Linked DNA regions of Mus musculus: region 1 is linked to region 2. Evidence: chromatin contacts called from public promoter capture Hi-C data. All regions are on one chromosome and are shown on one strand. The core of a region is the stretch at or near the end of the contact, and the rest is flanking DNA. Distances in the headings are between cores, read along the strand shown. Region 1 has its middle 12 kb from the start of Entpd1. Region 2 overlaps Sorbs1 (sorbin and SH3 domain containing 1).

Evidence for each region. Capture Hi-C pulls out chosen DNA fragments and counts their contacts.
Region 1: a contact with region 2 is called in a promoter capture Hi-C map of adipose tissue. The contact joins two enhancer-like sites. A contact is called at or near these places in 1 of 484 Hi-C or Micro-C datasets (nephron progenitors), 1 of 115 datasets of contacts at active chromatin or transcription factors (large pre-B cells) and 1 of 9 other capture datasets (adipose tissue).

Annotation. Positions count from the first base shown.
Region 1 is chr19:40,645,740-40,650,628 of GRCm38.p6, forward strand. It overlaps a transcript of Entpd1 not described here. Among named protein-coding and RNA genes, the nearest start is that of Entpd1, 12 kb to the right of the region's middle. Within about 2 kb of position 1,917, at least 43 of the 459 cell types and tissues checked have an H3K27ac peak or open chromatin away from gene starts, as enhancers often do. A contact at or near this core is called in adipose tissue, where this site is marked.
Region 2 is chr19:40,363,850-40,368,780 of GRCm38.p6, forward strand. It overlaps Sorbs1 (sorbin and SH3 domain containing 1), which reads right to left. Exons shown (of 29, transcript NM_178362.1): 10 at 1,145-1,317. Among named protein-coding and RNA genes, the nearest start is that of A930028N01Rik, 69 kb to the left of the region's middle. Within about 2 kb of position 2,877, at least 224 of the 459 cell types and tissues checked have an H3K27ac peak or open chromatin away from gene starts, as enhancers often do. A contact at or near this core is called in adipose tissue, where this site is marked.

The sequences.
Region 1 (4,889 bases), core at 667-3,166, 280 kb after region 2:
TGTCACAGGTAGGCAGACCATGATAACTATGACAACCTCCTGGCTGTTTGAGTGGATAGCCAGAAAAGTAAACTCTGATTTATATTTAAAGTAAATACGTATTGAAATACTTACTTAAATATAAATGTTATTTGTAATCCATAAATTGTGCCTTTTACAAATTTCAGAGGGATCACAATAGCCAATGAAAGTCAGATATTAAGTAAAGGGCTAATGACCTACAGATCTTGTTGGTGGGCTGAGAAACTCCAGAAGGGAGAGTTGATTTGGCTGATAACACCTGCGGACCATCCAGGAAACTCCGGGAAACTCCTGATAAAAAAGATCAGCATACCAACCTCCATTGGTATTTACAACATTGAGGCTTCAGGGAAACAAACCTGCAGATGGAATCCTCCAACCCCAAAGTTCTCTCTCTGCCCTCTCATCACCCTGCATCATGGCCTACAGTCTCCACTTTCATGAAGAGATAGCTGCCCTTCATTGCTCTGATTAAATGACAGTCTGCTTCTGCAGAGGGAATCTGTAGCATGTCGTTTTAGAAACACTCTACTGCATTTGCTGCACTACCAGCCCCTCCCAGCTCCCTTTTTTTTCCACTTGGCTTAGCTCAGGGATGGGCTGCCACAAGCCCCAACCCAGCCTCTCTCTACCTGCCTCTGCTCAGGGGCGTCTCTACACCAACTTCCACCTGAGACCCTTGAATCTGAGGACAGAAGACACACAGACAGCTCTTTTACTTTATAACTTGCCCACTAGACACAATTGCTGGGCGCAAATATCTCCTGCCTGGAAATGCATGACCTTAGCAGTTTATTATCTCACTCTATCCTTCCCGCCCTAAACTTAATGACTGGTTCCAATTAGCCCCTGTCAAGCATGTTTGGCCACTTGCCGTAGTGGAGGCTGCAGGCCCTAACTCTCCCCGAGGCCTTACATAATTGCTGCGACCTGCTTCCTCCAAAGCATGGCAGAAAAGCCTCTCTCTGGGCTCCTTTTCCTCCTCAGACCTGGAAGTCCCACCTATACCTTGAGCCTAGCAATTGGCCCCTGACCTTCTTTATTGACAAATCAAGAACCAATTGGGAAACGGGATTTTAACCTCTGGAGCTCTCTCTACAGGGATCTTCTTTTGCTTATTTCCATGTCATCTCCGTCAATCTTAACCTAACATTAAGTACATGTACAAAGCAGTAGACATGGGGCTATGGGATGTGGGAAGTCTTTAATGAAGATAGAAGAATAATTTGTGTTCAAGTCCTAGAACTTTAAAATACATTTGAGTTTTATGTATGAAAATATTACTTATGAAACACTTGTGAGAAGCTAATTATCATCTTAGAATTGGACGCTGGGAGATCTGAAAGATTTATGGTTTGAATGAGACCTTGAAGGATGAGTTGGAGTAACCCCACAGGCAAAGTGGAGAATCCACAAGTCTGTAAACGGAGTCTCAAAAGTCAGAAAATTGTACTATGTCTTTCTGTCCCCCAATTACCTCCTGCTCTGCTGCCCTAGTATAGAGAGAAGTAGGGAGCCTTAATTTGGCATTGTCTCCATGTCACCCCTGGTTGATCTCTGCAAAGGTGGAGGCCTTAGCAGTAACAAGGGAGCTTCCTGCTGTAGCCAACCTGATGCTATTGTCTTTACGAGCTGGGTGTGTGAACCCCATCTCAGAGGTCATCAGGGTGACACCAGGGGCCTCGTGTTCTTCAGAACTTTCTGTTACCTCCTCAGACCAGGGATGGTGAGAAGACAGAGACTTATGCCCTTTGAGATCCTGTCTGTTTGGAAAGACCAATCCTCAGGACCCTAGGGCTTGTGAGTGTGGTAAAATTAAGGCACTGGCTTTCCTGCCTCTCAGAACATTAAGTTTTCTGGCAATGTTCCCATATAACTCAGCCTGTCTGGGGAAGCCCAAGCCTTTTCCTTCCTTTTTTTTTTTTTTTTTTTCTTCAAGGCTTAGCCCAGCAATCTCCTTCCTGCTCTCCCCCAGTGCAAGTTTCTGACATCTCCCCAGAGACACTCATTTGGAAACTTTTTGAGCCAGTGAAGAATCAACTTAGAGATCTTTCCTTCCCCTGACCAAAGGGAATATTGTGTGTCATGGAATGGAAAGATTTGAATAGTACTATCACATTGAGGGTAACGGGCGGCTTGCCGGTTGTGGCTCACATCTGAAGTTTGCTTTGGTTTGCTGAATGTGGACACAGTGGGTTCTGTTTGAACAAGAAATCACGTGTAACAGACGCTTTTGCAAAAACGGTGGTCACTTAGCAGTTACTTCAACAAAAAAATGTGCTTCAGCGAGGGGCTTCAGCATAAAAGCTGCATTTGAGCTTTTATGCAATGTTGAATTTAATGCACTTGTAAGTAAACTTTTAATTTTAGGATAATTTTTAATTTATGGAAAGTCAGCATGGCACAGAGAGTTCTCACATACTGCATGTTGTGTTTCCCCTGGTGTTAGCATCTTACATTAGGATAGCATGTCTGTCAATTACTAGTATTGATGTTTGTTTGTTTGTTTGTTTGAGAAAGGGTTTCTCTGCTTTGCCCTGGACATCCTGGAACTCGCTCTATACACCACACTGGCCTTGAGCTCAAAGATCCACTGCCTCTGCCTCTTAAGTGTTGGGATTAAATATTTGTGTTACTGTGCTCACCTATAACTGATTTTTAGTGTGTGTGTGTGTGTGTATGCATCTTTGTGTATGTGTGGAGGTCGGAGGACAACTTGTAGGAGTCAGTTTTCTCCTTCTACCATGTGGATCTCAGGGCTCAAACGCAGGTCGTCAGACTTGACAGGAAGCACTTTCTTACTCTCACTGGCCCTGATAGCATTATCAGCTAAAGTCCGACTCTGTTGTGTGATTTGAACATGGAATATCCTTCGTAGACTCACTGGCTGAACGCTATACCTGGCCCCAGGTCCCTTTTACCTCTCTGCTCCTTCTCACGCTGTGCCTCACACCTCCACTTTGTTAGTGTTCAGAATCAATGGTGGTCCATGGACTGAAAACTCAGGATCCCTGAACCTCTTCTCCTTAGATTGTTTCTCTGAGCTCTTTAATCACACAGATAAGAAAAAACCCAACACAAGATTTTTATTCATATTCCTTTAGCTTTTTTTTTTTTTTTTTTTGGTCTAGGTGTCACATATTTTTAATTCCCAAATATTTTTATTTCCATATTCCCCATAGCTGCCAAGAGTTCTCAGGCTTTATTTTTGATGACTTTGACAGTCTGAAATAATCCTGGTCAGGATATGTTTGGAGCGGCCCCCAGTTGGGATAGTTGTTCTAAGCCTTACTCACAGTTAGCCTGGAGTAAGTAGCCTGGAGTTGAGGAGGAAGACCATGGAGATAAAGTTCCACGTTTGGGACATCATACTGATGGTGTGCTGTCAACAGGGCTGGTTACCATGGCAGCTGACACTCCTGCTTACTTTCCTTTGTGCTGCAGTCTTTGGAAAGAAGTTACAAAGTACACGAGGGGTTTTACTTTGTGTCCCGGATAGCACAGTACCTCTGTGAATTGTTTCTCTGTATAGTCCTGGCTGTCCTGAAACTCACTCTGTAGACCAGGCTGGCCCTGAACTCAGAAATTTGCCTGCCTCTGCCTCCCAAGTGCTGGGATTAAAGGCATGTATCACCATGCCTGGTGATTTTGAATTCTTTTAAGCAGAAACTTGTTTTCTCCTATTTCTTTCTTTCTTTCTTTCTTTCTTTCTTTCTTTCTTTCTTTATTTAATAATTCACTTATTTAGTAAATATATTAGAATAGTCTCATGGATACTCACGTTACAGTTTGGACTATAACAGAGTCTGCTTTGCTGTTCAGATTGTTTCTGGCATATTGGGAGCTCTTCGGACTGATCCCCGTTTTCATTTCGAGGTACCTATCTTTGCAAGTCTTAAAAAACACTTTTCAAAAATCTCTTTGGGACTAGAGACATAACTAGACAGTTAAGAAGCATGGCTGCTCCAGGTTCGATTCCCAGCACCCACATAGCGGCTCACATGGGCTGTAACCCTTTCCTGACCTCGGCATAGTCACAAGTAACCAAAGCATCCACACACATAAAATAAAAAGAAATACATTTCAAAACCAACCCCCACTTTGTGGCACTCTAAGATACTTTAGACTCACCATGTACACTGTCTGTATCAGTCCTAGACCCAGCTATTTCTCAGAATACTTTTGGCCCTGTGTTATTGGAGAATGGCTTTTGAGGTGAGGCTCTGTGGGTAAGCATTGTTGCTCTTCAGACATCTTTGCTGATGCTTTCAGCTGATGGTGCAAAGAAATATGTATGTATTTTCATTGTAGCCTTTATGAGCAGTGGCAAATGTTGCTGTCTTTATTCACATCTGTTTCTATTCTGCTAACATGAACTTACACTGACTCCGATTCCAGTCTTCTTCCTCGAGTATCATTTGGGTGGATTCTCCTTGTTGAAAACACTCGAAGGCTGCAGAATCAACAGTGAGAGATCTGCTTCCTGTGCCCAGCATCCACTTCCTGTTTGATTCCAGTAGAGTGAGCCGTGGTTGTGGAGAAATGTGCTTCTGTGTACTTCCTTCTGCCTCTCACCTAAGGCTGTCACTCAGCCCCAGGCTGACAGAAGCCAGGGCTCCTTTCTTTCCCACCATTCAGTGAGGCTGTTCCCATACTTTTCCCACGATCTACATTTTATTTTGGGATCTCTTGGCCTGTTGAACAATGTGTGTGTGTGTGTGTATAATATTCATTTTTTGTGTATTAAGGCTTTCTAGGTTTTGATAAACATATATTGTTATGCAGATACCATTACAGTATCATATGGAATAGTTTTGTGGTACTAAAAGTCTTCCGTTGTACCCCACACTCAATTCCCAGTCCTACCA
Region 2 (4,931 bases), core at 1,627-4,126:
AATCTATCCCCACCCCTTCTGGATTATTCTGTACAAATGTATGTAAGTCACCTTGCATAAAGCCAAACTTAGAGCATAATATGCTTTTAAATGGAACACGTATGGCATCCAACTCCAGAGTTCATGCTTACCTTAAGCTGGGCCTTTTTGTCAAAAATGAAAATAATTAAGGTAGTAAGACCAATAGTATCACTCCTATTTTATAGATGAAGAAATTAAGTAGAAAAAGTCAAAGTGCATTGTCTGAGGTTGAGAGGTGTCAGACAAAAGTAGAAGATCCAACTAGCACAATGGTTGGAGACACTCTGCCACTCACACTCTGTGAAAACTTGGGAAATGATGGGACCCCTCACAGTCAGTGCCTTTCTGATGCTGTGTTTCCGACGTCTGTTCTCTGTAGTTAATGGCTTGTCTCCGAGGGTGGCATCACTGGGAGATGCTGCGGACCTTTAGGAGGTGGGACCTAGTGTGTGTATGTGTGTGTGTGTGTGTGTGTGTGTGTGTGTGTGTGTGTGGTGGGTCCCTCGGGGCACTGAGGATGACTTCACAGGGATCTGGGATGCCACCCAGGCACTGAGTTGAGCGCTCGCTTTGACATAATGCTCTTGCCATAATGTGTTACGCTTGTCGGAGGGTCCTGCAGAGCAGGTGTCTCAATTTTGGACACAAACCTCCATAACCGTGAGCCCACATAAGGCTCTCCTTACTTCATAAGTAGCCTGTGCTGAGTGTTCGTAACAGTGAGGCTAAGCTAACCAATTCAGCAACCCGTAAGGATGATAATTGCTTCCACCACTCAAGTGGCAATGGAAGATAATGCCCAGGAAAGGTGGCAAAAATCACTCTTGGTAAAGGTTCTCTCTCTCTGTTATTACAATGAGAACAAAGCAGAGCTCTTCAGAGGCTTAGCCTACTGACGTGTCTGTCTATTCTCTTAAAAGAACAGAACAGCTTTACAAATGGAAAGTAAAGATACCTCTGCAGCCAGGGGCCTGGTAGACGCCCTCATCAGGGTGTAGTTTGTGCTGCTGTCAGAGAGAAAACCCTCTCCTCGAAGCCACTGTAACCTCCTCCTGTCCCAAGGGGTTCACACGCATAACGAAGGCCACACCCTTGCTGAGGACACAACGGTCCATATCCGTACCCGGAGTGGGATGCCCACTTCATCTGTAGACACATCGCTCAGGTCCTGTGTGCTCCTCACCACCCGTCTGCTAGCATCCTTTGCCCTTCTCTCAGAAGCCCTGCCGGGCGAAGTGAGTTCTGCTGGGGTTGGTACTGGGTCCTGCTCACCCGCTCTTCTCTCTGAGGCAGGATCTGGAAATGACAAACAATCACAAGCTGAAACTCCAAAGCAAAATTCCTCTCCAGCAATCCAGCTAGGGAAAAGGGGTGTTTGCTAACTGCCCATTGGCACCAACCCCACGTAGGGCAAGGGTCAGCAAAGTCCAGCCCACTGCTGGCCACCTGCCTTTATAAGTAAAACTTTACTGGAACACAGCCATGGTGGTTTGTCCACACATTCTTTATGGATGTTTTTGTGTTACCATGGCTGAGCTGAGTAAGCGCGGACCACTTGGCCTGCAGAGGATCTGGTATTAGTTACCCGGCTCCTTAAGAGAAGTCTGCAGAGGTATGAACACTGCTCTGTAGACCTCTGGGAAGGTAAGGGGGCAAGTAAAACCTTGAGAAGAGGATAAAGCGTTATTACAAAGTTCCCTTTTTTGTCTTGGGACGCACTTAACTCTCTTCATTTACCTTTCCCATGCCTTGGTTCTCTCACTGAAAAATATGGGAAAGACATTTCCCTTGGCAAACTCACAGAGATGCTGTAAGCCAAAGCACTCAGACAGCTAGACATGGCTGTGTGCTCATTACAGTTTATTTAACCTGTTTTAGATAGGAACTTACAGAGAGCCAACAAACATACCAGGTGTGGTCTACAGATTACATGCCTATTATCATTATTGTCTGTTTTCCCAAACCGGACCATGCAGGTACTGAAGGGGCATTTCCTAAGGACCTGCTAGGTATGATGCCTGCCATTATGCACGTGGAGATGCAGGTGAACCCCTCGGATACTTAGGCTGACAGAGGAGTTAACTTCCCAGCTTAGCTGCAGAATTCAGGTTCTGAGCCAGCTTGTCTAAGAGGAGCCAACCAGATGAAAAGAAAGTGGAGGACGGTCCTGGCACAAGGAACCATTAACTAGGTGCCACCTTGAACTTTTCTGACTTAATCATGTGCTTGGCATTCCATTAACTCTTTGATAAGACAAGAAGACCCTATAGCTAAAAAACAAAAACAAACAAACAAACAAAAGCCCTAGAGACACCCAGGAGATGCTGCAGGAACCAGCTGAGTTGCCTTGGCAGGATGCAGGTTTGCAGCCACCAGCGCAAGAGTGACGGCAGATCTCTGTGGTAGAAGGAAGTGAGAGCAGAGCCAAGGGCTGAAGTCACACACTGAAGGATGCCAAAGGAAACAGGCAGAGAAGCAGAGAATCCGCAGCTCTGTGGGAGTCACCTGAGCAACAGGAAAGAGACAAAGGGCTCAGAGGGAGCAGTCCCAGAGGGCAACAGGGAGGTATCAGACCGCAGAGAAAGGGATATGTGTATGAAAGAGAAGCAGAGGTGAACTCCACACAGAGGAAGGAGCGGGTCAGATGGTAACTGAAGGGCAAGATGGAGGGGAAAGGGCTTAAGCCAAGACAGCCTGAGCAAGAATGAAGTGTGCCTCTCCCTCAGCAGTCCAGCAATTAGTAATTACTCCCTGACTAAGAAGAAGTGCAAAGCGCTAGACAGGGAACACACTCTGTCTGGCAGGAAGGCAGGGTCTGAGGTTCCATGCAAAGCTGTGATGATGTCAGAGACTCCCACGTGTGAGGGCGTGGCTGAGGGGCAAAGGAACAGTGAAGGCAGCAAGCTCGGGTTTTCTAACAGTCTACTCAGGAGAGCCACTCAGCCCTGACTCCAGGCAAGCCTCTTAAAGCCTTGCTCCATCTACGAGAGCAGACTGGTTCCTAAGTATCCTTGTAACGCCAGCTGACTCTAAACCCCACCTTGTTTGGTATGTAGAACTATGAGGACTACAGGCATGTTCGATGTTTCTGGGTCAAATAATTCTTAAAAAAAAAAAAAAGATTAGGGCAAGTGGTTCTAATAATTGCTAACACTCAGCCCATCAGCCCCTTTATAAAAACCTTTAAACTTTAGAAACTTAAGATCACGGGATTCTGGTATATGGAGGGCTCAGACACCAAAAAGGGGGGGGGGGGAGAATGTTATTTGATATGGTTAAAAACCTAAAGTAATACGTAACTGCTCCACATAAGCCACATAACATTGTATTGCTGTTACAACTTTATATCATACTCTGATATCTGTATCATATCTGTTTCTTTCTAGTTTTATAATGTGCTTCAAAAGGTCCCAAGTTGGGGGGTAGAGAGATGGCTCAGTGACTAACAGTACTTTCCCCTCTTGAAGAGGACACAGCATCCACGTCGTAGCTCATAACCACCTTTAACTCCAGTTCCAAGAGATTCTTTTAGTCTCCACGGGCACCAAGTGCGCACACGCGCACACACACACAATACTCATACAGTCATGCGTGCAAATGCTTATACATGCAAAGTAAAAATAAATAAGTTTAAAAGTCTTGAATCACTAAACAAAATAATGACAACCTCAAATGGGGCTCTCTCAGGAGGAGGAGCAGACTTCCTGTGTATCCAAACCTTTGTGACAGTCTAAAGCAATGCTTATATTTCCCTGGGGAAGGACAGTAGCCTTGCTACACCCTCCCTGTGCAGTCCCTGTAGTCTCTTACCAAGGGGACCACAAATCAAACAAAGCCAAACTACATGTGGGCTCCATCCCCAGATAACTCTCCAGGAGGGCTCATCTTCACTGTCTGCTTGAGAACTAAGAAACACCTAAGATGTTAGTGAAGCATACCTCTGGATATGACAGTGAGGGTATTTCCAGAGATGATTAAACTGTGGGAACTCTGCACTGTCAATGGTTAAATCCATCCGTGAACTCAAGATTTACCATTGGGAGGCTGTGGAAGATGACATCTGCTTGAAGAAGCCTATCTCTGGGGCATCATCTTATCCTGGCCCCTTCCTGCTGCTGTTTCTCACTGCTTCCTGTTTTCCACCAGGCCCTCCTTGCCCTGACAGGCTGAATCCCCTCCAACCAACTTCCCTCCTCTAAGCTGTTCTGCCAGGTACTTGGTAATAGCAATGGAAAACCGAATACTCTCTTACTGAGTGCTGAACCCACAGAAGTTTGCTCCAAGTGTACTGAGGGGAAGGAGACTGCCTGTCCTTAGGTGTCTAACCTATGCGTGAGAGGGAGATGGTCACTTTAACACAGAGCCACTAGAGAGTGACATTCTAGGAAACTTCTGGACACTAGCGATCTGTTCTCAAACTCATGGACTGCAGAGGCATTATATGAAAACCCTGCCTGCACAGCAGAGAAGCCTGGCCCTCACTGGTCCTTTCCAGTGAGGGTAGCATCCCCCTCATTCAGCCATACAAAACAGCACCTGGAGGCAGGACTAAGAATTAGCATTCCACAGGTAAGAGAAGTGAACAAATATTTATATGAGGGGAGACAAAAAACAAACTCTGGGGTTCCTAACATAAATGTCTCCTTTTCCTACCCCCACCAGTGTGTGTGTGTGTGTGTGTGTGTGAGACCACAGCCACCTGGGCTGGCCAGTGGAAAGTGGGCTGGAACCTAATGACTCAGAGAAGGGCTGTGAAGGGCACCTTGGGCTTAACCACAGCCTGTCCTGGTCCTCCAGCCAAGTCCTGATAAAGTTGAGAGGCTATGAGAACCCCATGTCCTCCCAACTCAGGCTCTGCCCAAATCACAAGAGCAGCGGTATGCTAAAGTCATGCAGAAGCCATGTAGCAG